Linked DNA regions of Mus musculus: region 2 is linked to region 1. A link is a contact called in public HiChIP or PLAC-seq data. All regions are on one chromosome and are shown on one strand. The core of a region is the stretch at or near the end of the contact, and the rest is flanking DNA. Distances in the headings are between cores, read along the strand shown. Region 1 holds the start of Itga9 (integrin alpha 9). Region 2 overlaps Itga9 (integrin alpha 9).

Region 1 (4,365 bases), core at 806-3,305:
ACACACACACACTTTAACATATAACTTAAGGTACCATATTAATAAGCATTAAGATCAGTTTTATACAACATAAAATCACCTGGGGGGGGGAATCTCAACTAATTGTCTTCATCAGATTTGTCTGTGGGCATGGTTGTTAGCTGGTGAATGAGGGCTCCGACTGTGAGTGACACCAGTTCCTGAGCAGGTGACCTATGCCATATATAAAGCTAGCCGTGCATGGCGGGGGGGGGGGGTGAGGAGCAAGCCAGCGTGAAGAGCATAGTTCTTTCATGATTTCTCCCTCAGCTCTGGCATGGCTTCCTGCCCCATCTCTCTCCCGTGAGACTAACCTGTGAGCTGGGATACTTCCTTTCCTGCCCCGTCTCTCTCCCGTGAGACTAACCTGTAATGGCTTCCTGCCCCGTCTCTCTCCTGTGAGACTAACCTGTGAGCTGGGATACTTCCTTTCCTGCCCCAAGTTGCTCTGGATCAGAGTGTTGCTTTACAGCCCAGGAAGTAAACTAAGACAGGTGGATATAGCACTTATGCTGTGTAGTTTTGTATCAACATGGCACAAACTAAGGTCATTTGAGAGGAGGGAGCATTGCTTGTGAAAATGCTTCCCTCCACAAGATCTTAATTGGTGATTGATGAGGGAGGGCCCAGCCCAGTGTGGGTTGTGCCATTCCTAACTGTGATAGTCCTGGGTTCTACAAGAAAGCAGGCTGAGCAAACCATGGGGAACAAGCCAGTAAGCAGCACCCCTCCATGGCCCCTGCACCAGCTCCTGCCTCCAGATTCCTGCCCTGTTTTGAGTTCCTGTCCTGACTCCCTTCCATGATGAACAGTACAAGCTGAATCAACCCCTTCCTCTGAAACTTGCTTTTGGACATGGTGTTTCATTGCAGCAATACTGACCACAAGTAAGACAGCAGTAGTGCATCCGAGCTATGCAAATTACCTGACTGCAGTGGTTTAAGACAGCAACATTGATCATCTAACAATGCTGGACAGGTCATGGGTCTCGCTGGCCTGCGTTCCTGGAAGGGGTAGAGGAGAAGACATTTCTCTGTCCCCAGTTTTTGAAGCTGCCTGGCTTCTTTACCTCATGGACCCTTCCCTCCAGCTCCCAAGCTAGCGGTGATCTGGCTTCCTTTGTCACAGCCCTTCTGATGACAGCTGGAAGAGGCTCTTCACCTGTAAAGATCCCCGTGTTTAGACTGCTGGCGAGTGGATAACTCTGGAATGTGCACCCCCCCCCCACCCCACCTTGCCTACCCTAGGCTTTGACTGTTGTTGTAAGGATAAGCCTGATTAGAAAGAAAAAGATAAAGGCGTCGTGTGTGTTTAGTATGAATGAGACTTTGGAAGTGGAGAGGGTGGGAAGGGATGGGGAGGGGGTTGTGATTTTACCAGAGTAAAGAGTTAGTTCAACAATAACATTAAACTTGGAATAGTCAACTTCATAGAGTCAGGGATAAATGAAACTTGCCGGGGGCTGGACTGGGCTGGGCGTGCTTGTTAAATTTATGTATAATTTAATTTGCAAGATGAGCTATTGATGATCACATAACCAAAATGAGGTTATGACGTAAACTTTATGCAACGTATACTTCACCATAATCTCCCACATACAGGGGAGCACACCTGGCTGTATTGTATGTCTGCCAAGTTGGAAAGCGCTGGCCAGGTCAGGGAGTATGGAAGAACGCTCTGCTCTCTTCCACATGACTAATTCTTACAGCAACTGACTGGCGGTCTTGAGCGGTTGCCTCTGAAGAAGAGCTTCCAGATGGGCAGGGCCAGAATATTTACCCATCCTTGGCTCGGGTAGCTTTGGGTCTTTGTGTGTGAGAGAGAGACTTTCAGTGTAAGACAAAAGGAGAGAGACCCAGCCAGCTTGGACACAGCAGAGCCTAGGACATTGAGAGGATGCAGTTCACCGAGGTCCAGAACCTGGACCCGGGGGTGCGCCTGAGACCGCGTCCAGCAGGGGGCGCTGCGGACCCGTCCCGCCCGGGCCGCCCGGGCCGCCCACCCCGCGGGCGCGCCTCTCCGCAGTCCAGTGCCGCCCGGGCCCGGGACCCGCTCCTTCCGAGAGCGCAGACCTCTCGGCGGGCATCGAGAGGACGCGGGGCGCTGGCGGCCGTCCCTGGCCTTGCTCCGGCTCTCGCTGTAGCCCATCGCCGCGTCCCGGGCTTAGACTCGGAGCGTACGGCTCCCGCCCCGGGCAGCGGCGTGTCCCGGGAGCCCCGATCGCGGGGCAGGGCGCAGGGCGGCGGCCGGCTGGGGATGGGCGGCCCGGCTGCGGCGCGGACCGGCGCCGGAGGGCTCCGCGCGCTGCTGCTGGCGCTGGTGGCCGCGGGGGTCCCGGCCGGCGCCTACAACCTGGACGCGCAGCGCCCGGTACGCTTCCAGGGCCCCTCAGGCTCCTTCTTCGGCTACGCGGTGCTGGAGCACTTCCACGACAACACGCGCTGGTAAGTGTCTCCCGCGGATCCTCGACCCTGGCGTGGGCACCCCGTGGTCCCCCAAGTTGGCCGCCGCCTTTCCGGCCTCTTCCACTCCACCTCCCGCGGGGCCGATTTAAATGTCCGGGCGGCCACGCTGACATCCTGGCCTGCTCTCCGAGGCCCGGGGCGTCCCTGGGGTCCCTGTCCTCCCTGGGCAGTCAGACGCAGCTTCGCTCTCGCCAAAGCAAAGTTACTTGGCTGTCTGCCTTCCAGGGGCCACCGCGGGCTGGCCATCTGCCCCAGATCCCCGGGGGGCCCCTAGGAGGCCAGGCTGCTCTTGGGGACCACTTCATGTAACTCTAGGGCAGCAGCATGCAGGAAGCAGAGAAACAAGGGGTGTGGTGGGAGTGGGTCCTGGTGGCTTAGGAATCTCCAGAAGAGGTACCCAGGGGCCCCACAAAGTTCTGAGAGGATCTGGGATGCAGAGAGGACCCCCAAGGAGCAGACTGTGTGGCTGGTGGGCAGCCTGGAGCTCTCCCACGTGTCTAGAGACAAGATTTAGGAAGCTGAAGTTTTTAATCAAGGGGTACAGTTTTGAACCAGCGAGATGGGTGGGCCTGCAGAAAAGAATAAGTCTCTCCCTCATTAAGCATCAATAGTGAAGTTAACTGACCCCACAGCAGGAGCGCTTAGAGAAGGCGGATAGACCACTTCCTTGGAATGAACGAGCCACACCATGCACCACGCCCACCTATTCAAGGCAGCTAGAGTTCAGTAGCTCCCCAGCCTCATTTTAGATGATGTTACTGTGGACCCAGGAGATGGCTGGTTCACGTTGAGGGTGCTATCCCGTGAGCGAGCATCTTTAGAAGCAGCAGGCCGGGAGATGGAGACTGGCAGTGTGTGTGCTTGGACATGTAACTTACTGGGAGTCTCTGCTCGGAATTGGACAGGGGCCGAGGCAATCGGGGGCTTGTGGATGCGGGTCTTTCAGAACCCTGGAGAAAGAGAACTTTGTGACTGGCTTTATTAACACTTTCGTGTATTTAGGAGAGCGGCCTCCAAGAGAACCAGCTTTCAAAGTCCTTGTGTGTAGCTCTCCTCTGCATCCCTTCCTGACATTGATTCTAGTCACAGTTACCAGCCAAGGCTGCTTCCTGCAGTTGCCAAACCCTTCCTTTTCAGACAGCAGGGCAGAACACTTTCCTATGTTCCAAAGGCTCCAGGTCTGCCATGGGCTCTGGGCTTGGTACAGATAGATTATGGCTGAATAGAAAGAGTTTGTAGAGCTGGGTGTGGTGGCGCACGCCTTTAATCCCAACACTTGGGAGGCAGAGGCAGGTGGATTTCTGAGTTCGAAGCCAGCCTGGTCTACAGAGTGAGTTCCAGGACAGCCAGGCTACACAGAGAAACCCTGTCTCAAAAAACCAAAAAAAAAAAAAAAAAAAAAAAAAAAAAAGAGTTTGTAGAATACACCCAGAACCCCACACAGTGTGATCCCGGCACAAAGCACATGGGAGGAACTTTCAGAAATTGAATGGCTGTTCTGGGTGGGGGGCTACTAATGAAAGGGCAGGCAGCTGTGGGAGCCAGTGGGAACTGCTGGCTATGGCTGGCCTCTGTGCCCTGCAACAATCTGGTTCCAGGGACAGGAGCCAGGCTTCTGTCACCTGGGTTTGGATGAACCCCAGGTCACAGCCTCTCTGTCTGTTGTTAACTATATAGGAGCAGAGACGAGGTGCTCAGCTTGCTTTGTTATGCACGAGGTTGTGAACAGATTTTGCAGTGACAAAGGGTTTGACCTGATGCTCAGGCACCCAGGACCGCACTGTAAGGGTGGCCATTCTGGGACTTGACCTTGTCAGGAGAGGGTCAGGCATTTCTGTGGTGACAAGCAGCTGGCCTCAGAAGTACCTCTCCTGCCCACCAA
Region 2 (4,818 bases), core at 575-3,074, 190 kb after region 1:
CATGCCCTGTTGTGATCCACGCTGGAATTCCTAGCGTCTGTGAGCTGAGACAGGAAAATAATCGCATCTTGGTTTTCATTGACATCAAAGAGAAAGTTAGTATTTTATCCAAATGTGGCTGCGGCACCCTCGACAGTGACGTGAGCAGGAATTGGAACCTTGTCACACACAGAAAGGACTGGTGTCCTGAGATAATACTGTAGATATTTTGAAACGCCGTTTGTCCCTACCTGAGAGTTGTGGTTGTCAAATCCATTCCCACATCTTATCATTTACTGTGTTATTTTAGGAAGCATAATGGGGCTAGATCACACATTTGTTCAATATGGTTTATCATGTTTTTTTTTTTTTTTTTTTTTTTGCATGCTTGACTTCATTATCCTACTTTGAGTTTCATGGTTATTTTAAGAAGGGTCCTTTTGGGTCACTACACTGCCAACAGGATGTAGCAGCACAAAACCAGGTTAGAAATGTGTCCTAGACATTTTCCCTGCACATGGGTAAATATTTGACGTGAGAAAAGCACATTCAGGGTAGCTGGGAGGCAGCCACAGTATTGTAATATCTAGAACCGGGTCTTCTCTGGAAGGTTCAGTCATTTCTTAGTAATGTATAGCCAAACTTAAAAGCCACAGTACTTCCCCGGTGGCTCCCAGCAACACCTATGGTGACATCTATACTCATTTTTGGTTTTCATTAAGGACACAGGGAATTCCACCAGAGCGCCTGTGGGCTCAAAGAGGAGAGAATTGCTATGGTGGCACGTAAGGGCAGCCACACTGTGGACATGTGGTGGGGCCACCTGTGTGGCTAGAGTTGCCTAGCATGTACCTGTCACACTGCAGAGCCTCGGGGACCCAGAGACCAGGGGGGAGGAAAGAGCTTGTGGCTCAAGCTCCCATGTGGCTGCCTCACCTCACAGCAGGAAAGACATACAATTAGGGAAGCTTGTCATTCATTTTAGCCTGTTGTGATTGACGTCACCCATCGGTGATATCATTGTGCCCTGAGAGAGTTACTTGTCAAAGGCATCATGGTCTTTTTTAGTCATCAGGCAACATGCTTATCCAAGCAGTGCAAGTGTGTCTGACAGTGTGGCGTGGCTATGAGCCTTTGACTGAGACAGGCATCCTACATGGGCCCCTCCTCCCTCAAGGCAGGAGTCCTCCAAACAGCCAAATCTTGAGAACTCCCCTGCCTCTGACCCATCCCCCCACCAAAGCATTCAGTCCTTAATCCAGTGGTTACAGGGAGTGAACCTGATTCATCCCAGATGTCCCAAGACTTCATGATTACAGTAACTCCTAAGGTAAAAGCTGAGGAGCTCTGAACTTCTGTTATCAGGGAACCAGTATTGCTTTCAGCAGTTATACAGATGGGACAAGAAGCTCTTGAGCCATTTAGAGGGACCAGGAGACAGGGTTGGGGGTGGGTTGCCTCCTCTGGCTTGCTGTGTTTCCTCGATAGAAGAAACAAGGTTGTTGGAGCAAGTCCTGGCTTGACCATTACTGAGTAGCCGAATGAGCTGGTGCTAGGGCAGAGTCCTCAGGGATGTGAGCACATTACAGTAATGTGGACAGGCTGTCCTTCTCTGTCCCTTTCATGTCTCCTCAGTTAATGCCTTTACTTTCACTATTCAGACATAATACTGGAACAGATGGGTTTAATATGAGGAAGGGAAAAAGTATTTCTACCTTGGTATAAATGGACTTTCAGCTCAGATATTCAGTCTTAGGAGCCATCTTCCTGACACACTGCCAAGGATCAGTGAGATGCCTTACAGAGCCCTCGATTCCAGCTGGAGCTAATTACCATGAGGGTCCATTCCACGAGACTGGAAAGGATTAACAGAGCATGGCCAGATGCATAGCCCAGCCCATTCTGTGCAGCATAGCCCACGGCTGGAGAAAGTTCGAATTTACATATGTACATGGTATAGTCTATTTAATGATAGTGGTTTGGGTTTATGCATTGTTGAGGATATAAAAGTCATAAATATGGCCAGGTAGTGGTCTTTAAAGGCGCATGCCTTTAGTCCCAGCACTTAAGATGCAGAGGCAGGCGAATCTCTGAGTTCAAGGCTAGCCTGATCTACAGAGTGAGTTCTAGGACAGCCAGAACTTCACAGAGAAACCCTGTCTCAAAACAAGAAAAACAAATTCATAAGTATGAAAGCTGTATTCATCCTCCATTATCTTTAAAGTATATGTCTCAGAAACTAGTAGAAAATGCCTGAAACTATAATAAAATAAGGTTTAAAATAAAATTTAAACCTTATAAATCATATATATATATACACATATATATGAATGATGTATTAGAGTGACCTACAGGTTATGGTCCAACTATTCCAACAGTGGCTATATCCCAATAGAAAGTCCAAGAATCCAATATTTGTTCAGTCCACAAGTCCATATGTCTCAGCTGGTCTTGTCTTCAGTATATGCCAGAGTCTTGAACAAGAATGCTCTAATGTCAGTGAAGGTCAGTGAGAGAGGTGGCACACAAAGACCAAAGGCTTCCTTCCTCCTGGCCCTTTATAGGCATGGCCCAGATCTAAGGTGGGTCTTCCTACCTCAAAAAAATCTGGATTTAGGGTGTGTCTTCCCGCCTTAAATTATTCAATCAAGAAAAATCCTTCACAGGTGTACCCAGATGTTTTGATTTTAGATTTTAGTCCAGATGTAGTCAAGTTGACAACCACGAATAGCTGTCACATAAACCATGTTTTCTTTCTATATGCACAAGTTAGACAGGTAAATTACTAACAATAGACCAGAGTAACTATAATAATATGCTACAATAAAAACGTTATTATTATAGGATTAGTATTGATGTCCTATTTAAGGCTGTTTTATGTAGAACATGAAAATTGACACTTGAAGACACAGACTGACAGTGAAGCCCTGCCTCCCAGCCAGCAACATTGTGACTTGAATGTGAAGTGTCCCCCACAGGCCTAAATATTCGAATGCTCAGTCCCCAGCTGGTGCCAGTGCTGGGGAGATTATGGAACCTTTATAAAACCTTTAGGTGCGTAGCCTTGCACAGGGGCAGGCTTCAGGGATTATAGCTCTATCTTATTTCTGGTTGTTACTCTCTCAGCTCCCAGTGTGATCTCATGCTGGGACATAGAGACAGTCAGATCCCTGGAACTCAATGGCCAGGCAGATCAGCCAACTCAGTGAGTTCTAGGCCAGTTGGAGACCCTGTCTCAAAAAGCAAGGTAGATGGCTCCCGGGGAATGGATGACATCTAAGGTTGACCTCTGACTGCCATCCTACAAACACACGTACATGCACTACTTAAATATACAAACAAGAGAAGGGAACTATGATACCTGGGAGGTACCCTTGTGGAAGTCATCCATGGACCACAGAGGTTAAAGGTTATGTGTTATCCAGAGCCTGGGGCTCCTTCCAGAGGAGCCTGGATCCCTCTTTTTCAGAAGTAACAGGATTAACTAGTGTCTGCATCTTCCTAGTGACAGGTTTCCCCCCAGACAGAATCCTTGCTACCTAGATCCCTTTTCTCCCAGTCCTGAGTTTCTGGCCTTGTTCCTGATATCAGAAACTGCATCTCTTCCACCCATCAATGTTGCTTGGAATGGGTACCACCTCCCACTGCTACAACACCCTCATCCAGGGACTGTCTGGAGTCAGTGCACAGATATTCCTTATCCCAAATGGGATAACTTGAGGCTGTGCTTTTCAAGGTCCCAGGCACCCAGAGAGGTCACTGGCTTCATGCCACGACCCTCACCGTTGCCTACTTCTTAGTATAGCCTTCCCTGTGTGAGTTTTGGAGATCTCTCCTGAAATACTACTTGCTTCAAACCTGTCTCTTTTTAGGGTAGCCCATGCTAAGATGTTCCTGTTCTCCCAAAGCTCTAAGGCTCACCTTCTTATCACATGTGTCAAGTGGTAGTCTCTTGCCTGACGGGTAAGCCTTGGACATCAGATTTAAGTAAAATTTAAAAATTACATTGTGGGGGAAATCCACTTGGATGCGTTCTTGTCTTGCCATTTCTCAACACTTACAAGGCTACTTAAGATATTTTGTAACTTTTTCATGCACCATATTTTGGTCATATTCTTTCTACTCCCCCAGCCCCCTCCCTACCCACCCCACTTAATAATTTACAAGAGGGTTTTGAAGAAATTGGCACTATCACTGTGGTTTTTCTTTTTGGTATTGGGATTAAACCTAAAGCCTTACATATGCTAGGTAAGCTTTCTACCCCTCAGCCACATCTCCAGGCTTCAGTGAGGGGTGTGTGTGTGTGTGTGTGTATGTGTGTGTGTGTATGTGTGTGTGTGTGTATGTGTGTGTGTATGTGTGTGTGTGTATGTGTGTGTGTGTGTATGTGTGTGTGTGTATGTGTGTGTGTGTGTATGTGTGTGTGTATGTGTGTGTGTGTATGTGTGTGTGTGTATGTGTGTGTGTGTATGTGTGTGTGTGTATGTGTGTGTGTGTGTGTATGTGTGTGTGTGTGTGTGTGTGTGTATGTGTGTGTGTGTGTGTGTGTGTGTAGTAACCAATCTGATTTACATGAGTATAATTGACTGGGACGTACTTAGTGGTTGTGCAGTTAGCATCTTTCACTTACCCGTTGATGCTGGTAGCAAGAGGAAAGCATGATCTCTGGCATGTAGCTTTTACTTCCACGTAAGATCACAGCTGAGATCTTTAGGAACATTGAAAAATATCCAGTGATGGAAAAAATCCATCACCAACGTCCTTCAGCCTCCTCAGGTTCTTCCTGTTGAATCTTTAGAACAACTTATCTGGAAAGAAGTGGAGTTTTCATCCATGAGG

What was found. HiChIP or PLAC-seq counts read pairs in DNA pulled down with a chosen protein or histone mark.
Region 2: an H3K4me3 HiChIP or PLAC-seq map of embryonic limb bud shows a contact between it and region 1, with 6 times the contacts expected there. The contact joins the enhancer-like site here to the promoter of Itga9 in region 1. A contact is called at or near these places in 12 of 39 promoter capture datasets (the 3T3-L1 cell line, the HPC-7 cell line, HPC-7-derived erythroid cells and 7 more), 2 of 15 datasets of contacts at CTCF or cohesin (large pre-B cells and pro-B cells), 12 of 484 Hi-C or Micro-C datasets (CD8 T cells, Kupffer cells, the Patski cell line and 6 more), 19 of 115 datasets of contacts at active chromatin or transcription factors (astrocytes, bone marrow-derived macrophages, cardiomyocytes and 13 more) and 4 of 9 other capture datasets (adipose tissue, embryonic stem cells, liver and 1 more).

The regions. Positions count from the first base shown.
Region 1 is chr9:118,604,654-118,609,018 of GRCm38.p6, forward strand. It overlaps Itga9 (integrin alpha 9), which reads left to right and starts at 2,056. Exons shown (of 28, transcript NM_133721.2): 1 at 2,056-2,462. The coding sequence starts at 2,275.
Region 2 is chr9:118,793,682-118,798,499 of GRCm38.p6, forward strand. The region is part of intron 17 of Itga9 (integrin alpha 9); the gene reads left to right. Among named protein-coding and RNA genes, the nearest start is that of Gm39454, 55 kb to the right of the region's middle. Within about 2 kb of position 1,825, at least 16 of the 459 cell types and tissues checked have an H3K27ac peak or open chromatin away from gene starts, as enhancers often do. A contact at or near this core is called in craniofacial prominence and embryonic limb bud, where this site is marked.